2 separate regions of the Capra hircus genome follow, and region 2 is linked to region 1. Evidence: chromatin contacts called from public Hi-C data. All regions are on one chromosome and are shown on one strand. The core of a region is the stretch at or near the end of the contact, and the rest is flanking DNA. Distances in the headings are between cores, read along the strand shown. Region 1 overlaps LOC102171344 (a long non-coding RNA gene). Region 2 holds the start of BCL2L11 (bcl-2-like protein 11).

Region 1 (3,650 bases), core at 374-2,873:
TGAGGGGTGATCGTGCCCAAACTTGCATGTCTGGATGCCAGAATCTGGAGGGAGCGCTGACCCTCACAGGACTCTGGGGTAGATATTTCATGCCACACACGTCCCTCCACTACCAAATATCGTGACAGAGAGGGAACGAGTGCTTCAAAAATACCTCTGGCTCACAAATGACGGCCAGTCAACTCACATTTGACTGTGAAAGCCACAGCGGGGAGAAGAGGTCTAAACTGGCTAGTGGGGAGGCAGAGGGGTTCTGCTCTAGAACCCTTGGCGTCTGTGGGTGAGTAGATTATTTTCTAGTGAGTAAGACTGAGATCAGTGAAAATGCTCAGCGCTGCAGATACGGATTACTTATCTGCTCTCTAACCTTCAAGCCATCTAAGAAAAGACTCAATAAATCAGGAGCCCAAAGAAGCAAAAGCACCCTGATGGGCCCTGCAGAGTATTTTCACCTGACTGCTTTTGAACTGAATTCTAACTGCTTCTGTTCACAGACACTGTAGGGGTCTGGCCTCCTACGTGTTTAGACACTTTGTTGCTGGGACATTCTATCTGCTGACAGGGGCTAACTTAGGTGGATACAGTTCTTGACTCTGAACAGAAAATCAAATGTTAAAAATAGCATGAAACCTACTGTACAGCAGAGGGAACTCTGCTCAATGTTGTTTGGCAGTCTGGACAGGAGGGCAGTTTGGGGGCATGGATATGACTTCCTTTGCTGTTCACCTGAATCTATCACAACGTTGTTAATTGGCTATACCCCAATAGAAAATTAAAAGTTTAAAAAAAAATGACTGTAAGAGAGCTGAATGCCTATGTACTCAATATAAAATGTTCAATGTCTTAGGGAAATCCACTAACCACCGTATCCAGGAACAGTGATCACTGCCCTCCAAGAAACTGGTTAATCCTGTCAAAATCAGGTTTCTTTGCCCTAAAATGTCCTTCAAACACCAAACTCCACAAGGAGACATTTGCCCCTCTAGAATCTTTCTCCAGAACCAAAGAGAATGTCACACACACACACACACACACACACACACACACACACACACACTCTAGTTCTCCCAAGAGGGCTAAGCCCAGAAAAGACCTCATGGGATTACTAACTGGTGAGATCCTACCAGGTTCAGGGTGAAAGATGGGATTTATTTCCTCTCTCCCATTTTTAAAATTAAATTTACTTTTTAATTGGAGGAAAATTGCTCTACAGTGTTGTACTGGTTTCTGCCACACAACAACACGAATCAACCACAGCTATACATATATCACCTCCCTCTTGAGCCTCTCTCCCCTTCCTCCTCATCCCACCCCTCTAGGTCATCACAGAGTGCCAGGCTGGGCCCCCTGCGCTATACAGCAACTTCTTACCAGCTATCTATTTAGCAGATGATGGTACATATACGTCAATGCCACTTTCTCCGTTTGTCCCACCCTCTCTGCTGTATTTACAAGTCCATTCTCTACATCTGTGTCTCTCGCCCACTTTCCTAGATTCCACATTTATGCGTTGATACACATTTGTTTTTCTCTTTCTGCCTTACTTCACTCTGTATAACAGGCTCTACATTCACCCGCTTCACTGCCTCTGACTCACTACCACTCCCCCTCCCATTTTCTGGCATTCACAGCAGCAAGCACTTATTCAAATGGCCTGGGAGCTCCAGGGCTGGGATCCCTGGGGCGGGGTCTGGGCACTTGGCACTTCCCCCTCTTACCTTGCCGGGCGCACGTTCCTGTGACGGCATACCTATCTTTTCCTTCTAGTCTTTAGCACTGAGTCTCACTTAATGAGTGCAGAAACAGGCAAGACAGAGGGCCAGGTCTGGGACCCGCAACGGTCTGCGTGGTGCAGCACCAGCCGCGGTCCAAGCCTGACGGTGAGAGCAGGCGCCGGGGAGTTTAGAACGAGCCCCGGGCAGCGGAGGATAACAGCCCGAGCGATGGTGGGGCTCCTCTGTGGGGGGGCTCCCCCGGGCAGGGGCTGGGGCCCTGAGCATGCTCAGGACAGCCTGGCCTGCCTCCCGCTAGCACCCCGATTCTCTCGGCGCCCCTCCCGCAGCTCTGCATCTCTGTGTCTTGCTGGCACCCCCAGCTACAGTGACACCACGGTGGGGGCAAATCCAAAGGCTAGAGGGTCTAAAACTCCAGGCTCTGCGAACCCTCACACAGTATGGGGAAGCCCCAAGAGGCAGAGAAACAAGTACAGGGTTAGAAGAAGCAAGGTGACATTACACTGTGGCTGATGACTGTCCCCCCCAAGACCAGAACATCTCAACACCTCCCCTGTCTAGCTTCTGCTTGCCCCAGGGGAGGGTCCCAGACCCCAGTTCACACAGTGCCAGCAATTGCTAAGGGCAGAGGACCTAGGGAGGTGAGGGTTACATTCAGGAGAATTCACTGTTGCCCTTCGTCTTATCACAGATCCTGAAACTAACTATTGCCGTGATTATTCAAGTCCCCTTTTGAGAAAAGGAGAACAAGATTCAGGTTTTCTTAACAACTTGTTTCAGTGGCAACAGACCAAGGAGCTGACTTAAAGACAAACAAAGTTTGCACATTCCTATTAAATTGTTTGCTCTTGGTTCTTTAAAACACACACACACGCACACACACACACCACACTCTGTCTCTCTCAGGAACACACACAAACGAATATTCAGGGGAAATGAAGAACCCTCATGTACTCAGGATAAGGAGCAAAGAAAAAAAATTTTTTTTCCATAGGAATGGCCTTACTTTCACATCCTTAAAATTCTACAACCAGGTTCAGAGCAAATAAAGAGGAAACCGCTGAAAAGTCTGAGAGGGCCCCACAGATCTTGAAGGCTGAGGCCTCACTGGGAGGCAGGCAGATGCAGAGCCGGTTCCAGCAGCCCAACTGGTTCATTTCTTTTTTAACACCACCACCTACAGGGGCTGCTTTGAATAGGATGGTGCAGTATGGTCCCTAAAGCCTTACAAGAAAAACAACATTCAGAACAATTGCACCACATTTTTTTGAACTTCCTGTTTATTAGTATTTTATCTAAGAGCAGAACAAAAGTCTGTATAAATGGGGGAAAAGAAAACAAAAGCACTCAGTCTAACATCTTACAATGCACACACACACACACACACAGTATCTTTTCCAAGGCTGTTTCGTGTGGATTTTTTTCATGGGACCCACTTCAGGTCTTCAAATGCCTTTGGTGGCAGAGGTTGAGAGGAAATGTACCATCTTACAAAAGTTACAAAAGTTACATGTTATTAAACAGTCTTAAGTGGGCTTGTTTTCTGTACCTCTGGATGATGGCATTCATTTCTACACCAGAAGAAGTCACGTGTTATCAGCAAGATTTTTGTGTTTTGGCAGACATACCCACGAACACAGTGAAAATACAAATGCCACCCACGACATTTATTGCAAAGGTGGGTTGTGTAAGAGAAGGCTGAGGGCGTGGGATCGAGGCGAAGGGTGTCCTGGTTCCCAGGCTCAGAGGTGGACCAAAGGCTGAGATGCCTGTCTCTCCTCAAAGGAACAGGGGGCCCTGAGAAGTACATTTCAGCTAAGCCATGAGGTCATTACTGAACTATCACTGACTTCTGTGAAGTCTTTCTTCCTTAATTTGGCTACCATGTCGTTCTTTGGGCTCCTACCCTGCCCACAT
Region 2 (3,694 bases), core at 33-2,532, 360 kb before region 1:
TTGAGTCTGTAATCCATCTAGCCTGATCTCTCCCGCGGCGGGATGTTCCATCTCCTAACCGATTTGCCCTCCACTACTCCGGCTGCGGGCGTCTCAAAACTAGGGGAGCCCAGGGAAGGGCGGAGGTGGGGATGCAGGATGCGTACTGAAAGGGCCGTAGGCGTGCGGACCACGGCGTTCACAGACTTTGGTCTTCCGGGGAAGGAGTGGAGTGGGGCTTCGGATTCTAAAGACAAGGGGACGGGGAAGCGCAGGGAGGAGGAGTAGGGGTATATTGCGCTCTCCCTGCTGCTCTCTACGAGCCCTCCGAGGCTCTCGGCGCTGCCTTCTCTGACCTTAACACGCCAGGGGACCATTCCTGGACGGTCCTCTGAGAGCCCAACAATTCTCGAGGACCCAACCAAGTGGAGGCACCATCCCATCTCCTATCTGGAGGCCACGACTCTTCCCAGTCCTTTTTTCTTAAAAGGATCTTTAAAGATTTTTTCATTTCCCTATTTCACCTGCTCAGCGTTCACTCCCAGTCTCGCAGCGGGGCTGCGGAAAAACGCATCCGGGGATCGCCCTGGGTCCTTTTCTTATCTCCCCATTACAGGCTTTACCTTTTACCAGGGGAGATTTGGCGCGGTAGAAAAGCTGGATGCAGCTTGGGGTGGCTTTAGAGAGGGCGCCTGAGTACCGCGTTAGGCGAGAGAGAGGAAGATGCGCAGTCGGCAGATGGGGGTCCAGCGCGGAGCCCCCTCATCTGGAAGGGAGAAGAACTAAAGAGACACCCCTCTCACCCTTGGACCTGCGCGTTCCCGAGGACCCACCCAGTCTCGGCGCCTGCCCCAGGACAGCTCAGAAGGGAAACTCCCGAGGCAGAGCCAAGGCTCAGGGGCGCCTCTTGAGGCTTTCCGCGGGCGGCAGAGGCCGGGCCTGGCTCAGAGTGTGCCCGGAGCGCCCCCTCTGTTCCACTCGCACGCCTTGGCCACCAGTGAATTGCGGAGGGTGTGGGGAGGAGAGAGTGCACTTTGGGATGGGGGATGGGGGCGCGCAGAGCAGTCCGTAGCCCAAGTCTCCCGGGTAAACACGCCCGGCAGGGGCAGGGCCGGCGGCGCGCGCAGCGGGGAAGTCGGCGGGGACGCCCCCTCCTTTACCTGTCCGAGCCTGCACGCGCGGGCGGCCGCGGCGCAGCGGGGGCGGGGCTTGCCAGCCCGCGCGCCAGGCGGGACTTAGCGGGGGCGGAGCCCACGGTGATTGGGCCCGGACCTGGGGCCACCAGCCTGAGCTGGGCAGCAGAGCCGCGCAGGTTTCACTTCGCTCCAAGCAGCCGCCAGGTCTCGGTCCTGCAGGAGCGCTCTGTCCCACTTCGCCGTCGCCGCCGCGGTCCTCGGATTCTCGCAACCGCCCTGCGCACCCTGCCCTCTGCGGCCAGCACCGTTTCAGGCTGCTTGGGTTAGCCTCGCTCTCGCCGCCGCCGCCGCAGCCGGTGCCACCGCCTCGGTGCCGTTCCCCTGGCCCTCGCCCCCCAATGTCTGACCCTAATTCACGAACTGAGAAACGCAAGGTAAATACTTTCGAGTCCCGGGGAGCAGGCCGGGTACGGATGGAAGATTGCCGCGGGAGCCAGCACGGCGCCACCTCCAGCCCGCTTCCCGCGCACGTGCGGTTAGAGGCGCGCGTCCTCGTCCGGCGTGTTGTCGGGTGGGAGGCGGTCACCGGTGCGGGTCGAGTTCGTGCCGCAGGCAGGGGAGGGTCGTCCGCACTGAGGCTGCGAGCACTTAACGGCTCGGGCGGGGATGCGGCGCACCGGGATGGTGAAGCCTCTCCGGGCCGGCTGGGGGAGGCAGCGCGTGCGCCCCGCGCTGACTGGGGAGCTGGGGGCAGCCGCGCCGGACCAGGCTGACCGCCCGCCCGTGAAGTCTCGCCCGCCCGCCAGGTCCGACGGGTCCTGAGTAGCGGCCGCGAGATAACCAGCCGGTTTCGCGTCTCGGCTTTTTTTGGGGACGCAGGCTCGTTGTGAAGGATTTATGGAACAGCGACGGTGATTAAACTGACGGGACTCGACTTTTCTTTTTACTCATTCAGGCCGAAGTTTTGGGCTGCTGCTGCGTTCGTCCTCTCTCTGGGACGTTTTGGGGGTCCTGCCCCGTCTGCGGGCGCTCTGCGGACGATGCCCAACGCAAGATCCACAGACAGCCAGAGACAAGAGGGCCTCCCCCGACCGCCGGGGCACGCGGTGGACGAGCCGCTGGCTGTAGGACCGGCCCGGTCCCGTGGGGCCCGATCCTCTTAGCGATTCGGGTGTGCTCACTCGCCGCTCGATCCACTCGCAGTCCTGGCTGGCTGGCTAGCTGCACCGTGCCCTCGGGGGCCTGTTACTCGGGGTTGGCGCAGGTAGTGGAATGCCCACTGGACCCCGGCGCTGGGGGTGTGGATATATTTCTTGTCGGTGGTCGCGGATGTGCGCGTCGGTGGCCATTTGGTGCGTGTCCCGTGGCGCATGGGGAGAAAGAGGGAGGAAGTCGGAGGAGGATGGGGGCTTCGGCTGGGGAGAGGGTGGCCTTTAGGGTGCCCACCCCAGCGGGCCTGCACTGGGGTCGGCGGCCGGGGCTGGAGTCTGGGGCCGGCTCTGCGGGTTCTGTTTTGTCTCCAGGTGACCGGCTCTCGGGGGCGGCGGGAGCTGCAGAGGCGGGCGCGGCGCCAGGACTGACGGAGGGGAGGGGCAGGTTTGGCTGGGCAGCCCCGGTCCCAGAGGCCCCGGAAACCTCCGCCGCCGCTCCCGCCGCAGTCAGGGCCCGAGCCGCGTTCGGCGGCGAGTTTGTCAACAATCGCCTCGCCTTCGGCGGCCTGTTGGCAGGCGCCGCCCCCGCCGCCGCCACCGATTGGCTGCGGCTCCGAGCGACCGCGCGAGGGCCAATTGGGAGCGCGGGCACCCGGCGCCGGCGGCGCGGGGAGGTCGGCGGTGCCGGCGGCGGCGGGCGCAGTGCGCGAGGGGAGGAGCGGGAGGAGGCGGAGGATGTTCCCGGCTGCTGCGGCCGGGGCAGCGCGGGCCACAGGCGAGGCGCGCGGAGCCCTCGGCTGCCCGGCGGAGCGCGGCGGCGGCGGGCGGACGGCGATTTGCAGGCTCTGCGCTGCGCGGGGAGCTCAGAGCGCGAGTCTCGGGCTTTGTTTCCCGCGCCGCCTTCGTGTGGACTGTCGGGGGGTTCCAGGTCGGCGAAGGGCGCGGGCTGGGCGCCGCGGGGCCCGGGCTCGGACGCAACTCGGAAGGGAAGGGGCGGACGTGAATTTCGGCCTAATTGCCTTAGGAAGGGAGGGTTTCGGGGGTGCGGGAGCCGCGCGCCCTAATGCCGCTCAGCGTGCGGAGTTACTTATGGATTTGGCTGGGGTCGCCAGGAGCCGGCTTGGGGGACCTTCCTCCCATTCGGAGGTGTGCACCCAACAGCGCGGGTGTAGCTCGGAGAAGTTCTGTCGGGTTCGGTGTGGCGCGCTGCCCGCGCCCCCGCCCGCCCCTCACCGCGGGAGGAGGGGCGCGCGGACCAGGAGCGGGAGGGACTGCGGGCGGGCGGAGAGCCGGGGCCGAGCCGAGCCGCGCTGAGTTACAAACTCTATTGTGACGCACTTACTACGACTGACGGCCCTTGCCAAACCTTCCCCAGACTTGCTGTCCTCAGCACTTTCGGCAGAACAATGGGGCCGGAGTGGGGAACGC

Evidence for each region. Hi-C and Micro-C count contacts between places; a contact is called where the count stands out from the background.
Region 2: a contact with region 1 is called in a Hi-C map of blood, with 3 times the contacts expected there. The contact joins the promoter of BCL2L11 here to the enhancer-like site in region 1. A contact is called at or near these places in 2 of 5 Hi-C or Micro-C datasets (both in blood).

Annotation. Positions count from the first base shown.
Region 1 is chr11:757,749-761,398 of ARS1.2, reverse strand. All of the region lies in intron 1 of LOC102171344 (a long non-coding RNA gene), which reads right to left. Among named protein-coding and RNA genes, the nearest start is that of TRNAW-CCA, 200 kb to the right of the region's middle. Within about 2 kb of position 1,623, at least 2 of the 5 cell types and tissues checked have an H3K27ac peak or open chromatin away from gene starts, as enhancers often do.
Region 2 is chr11:1,114,791-1,118,484 of ARS1.2, reverse strand. It overlaps BCL2L11 (bcl-2-like protein 11), which reads left to right and starts at 1,282. Exons shown (of 4, transcript XM_018054810.1): 1 at 1,282-1,549.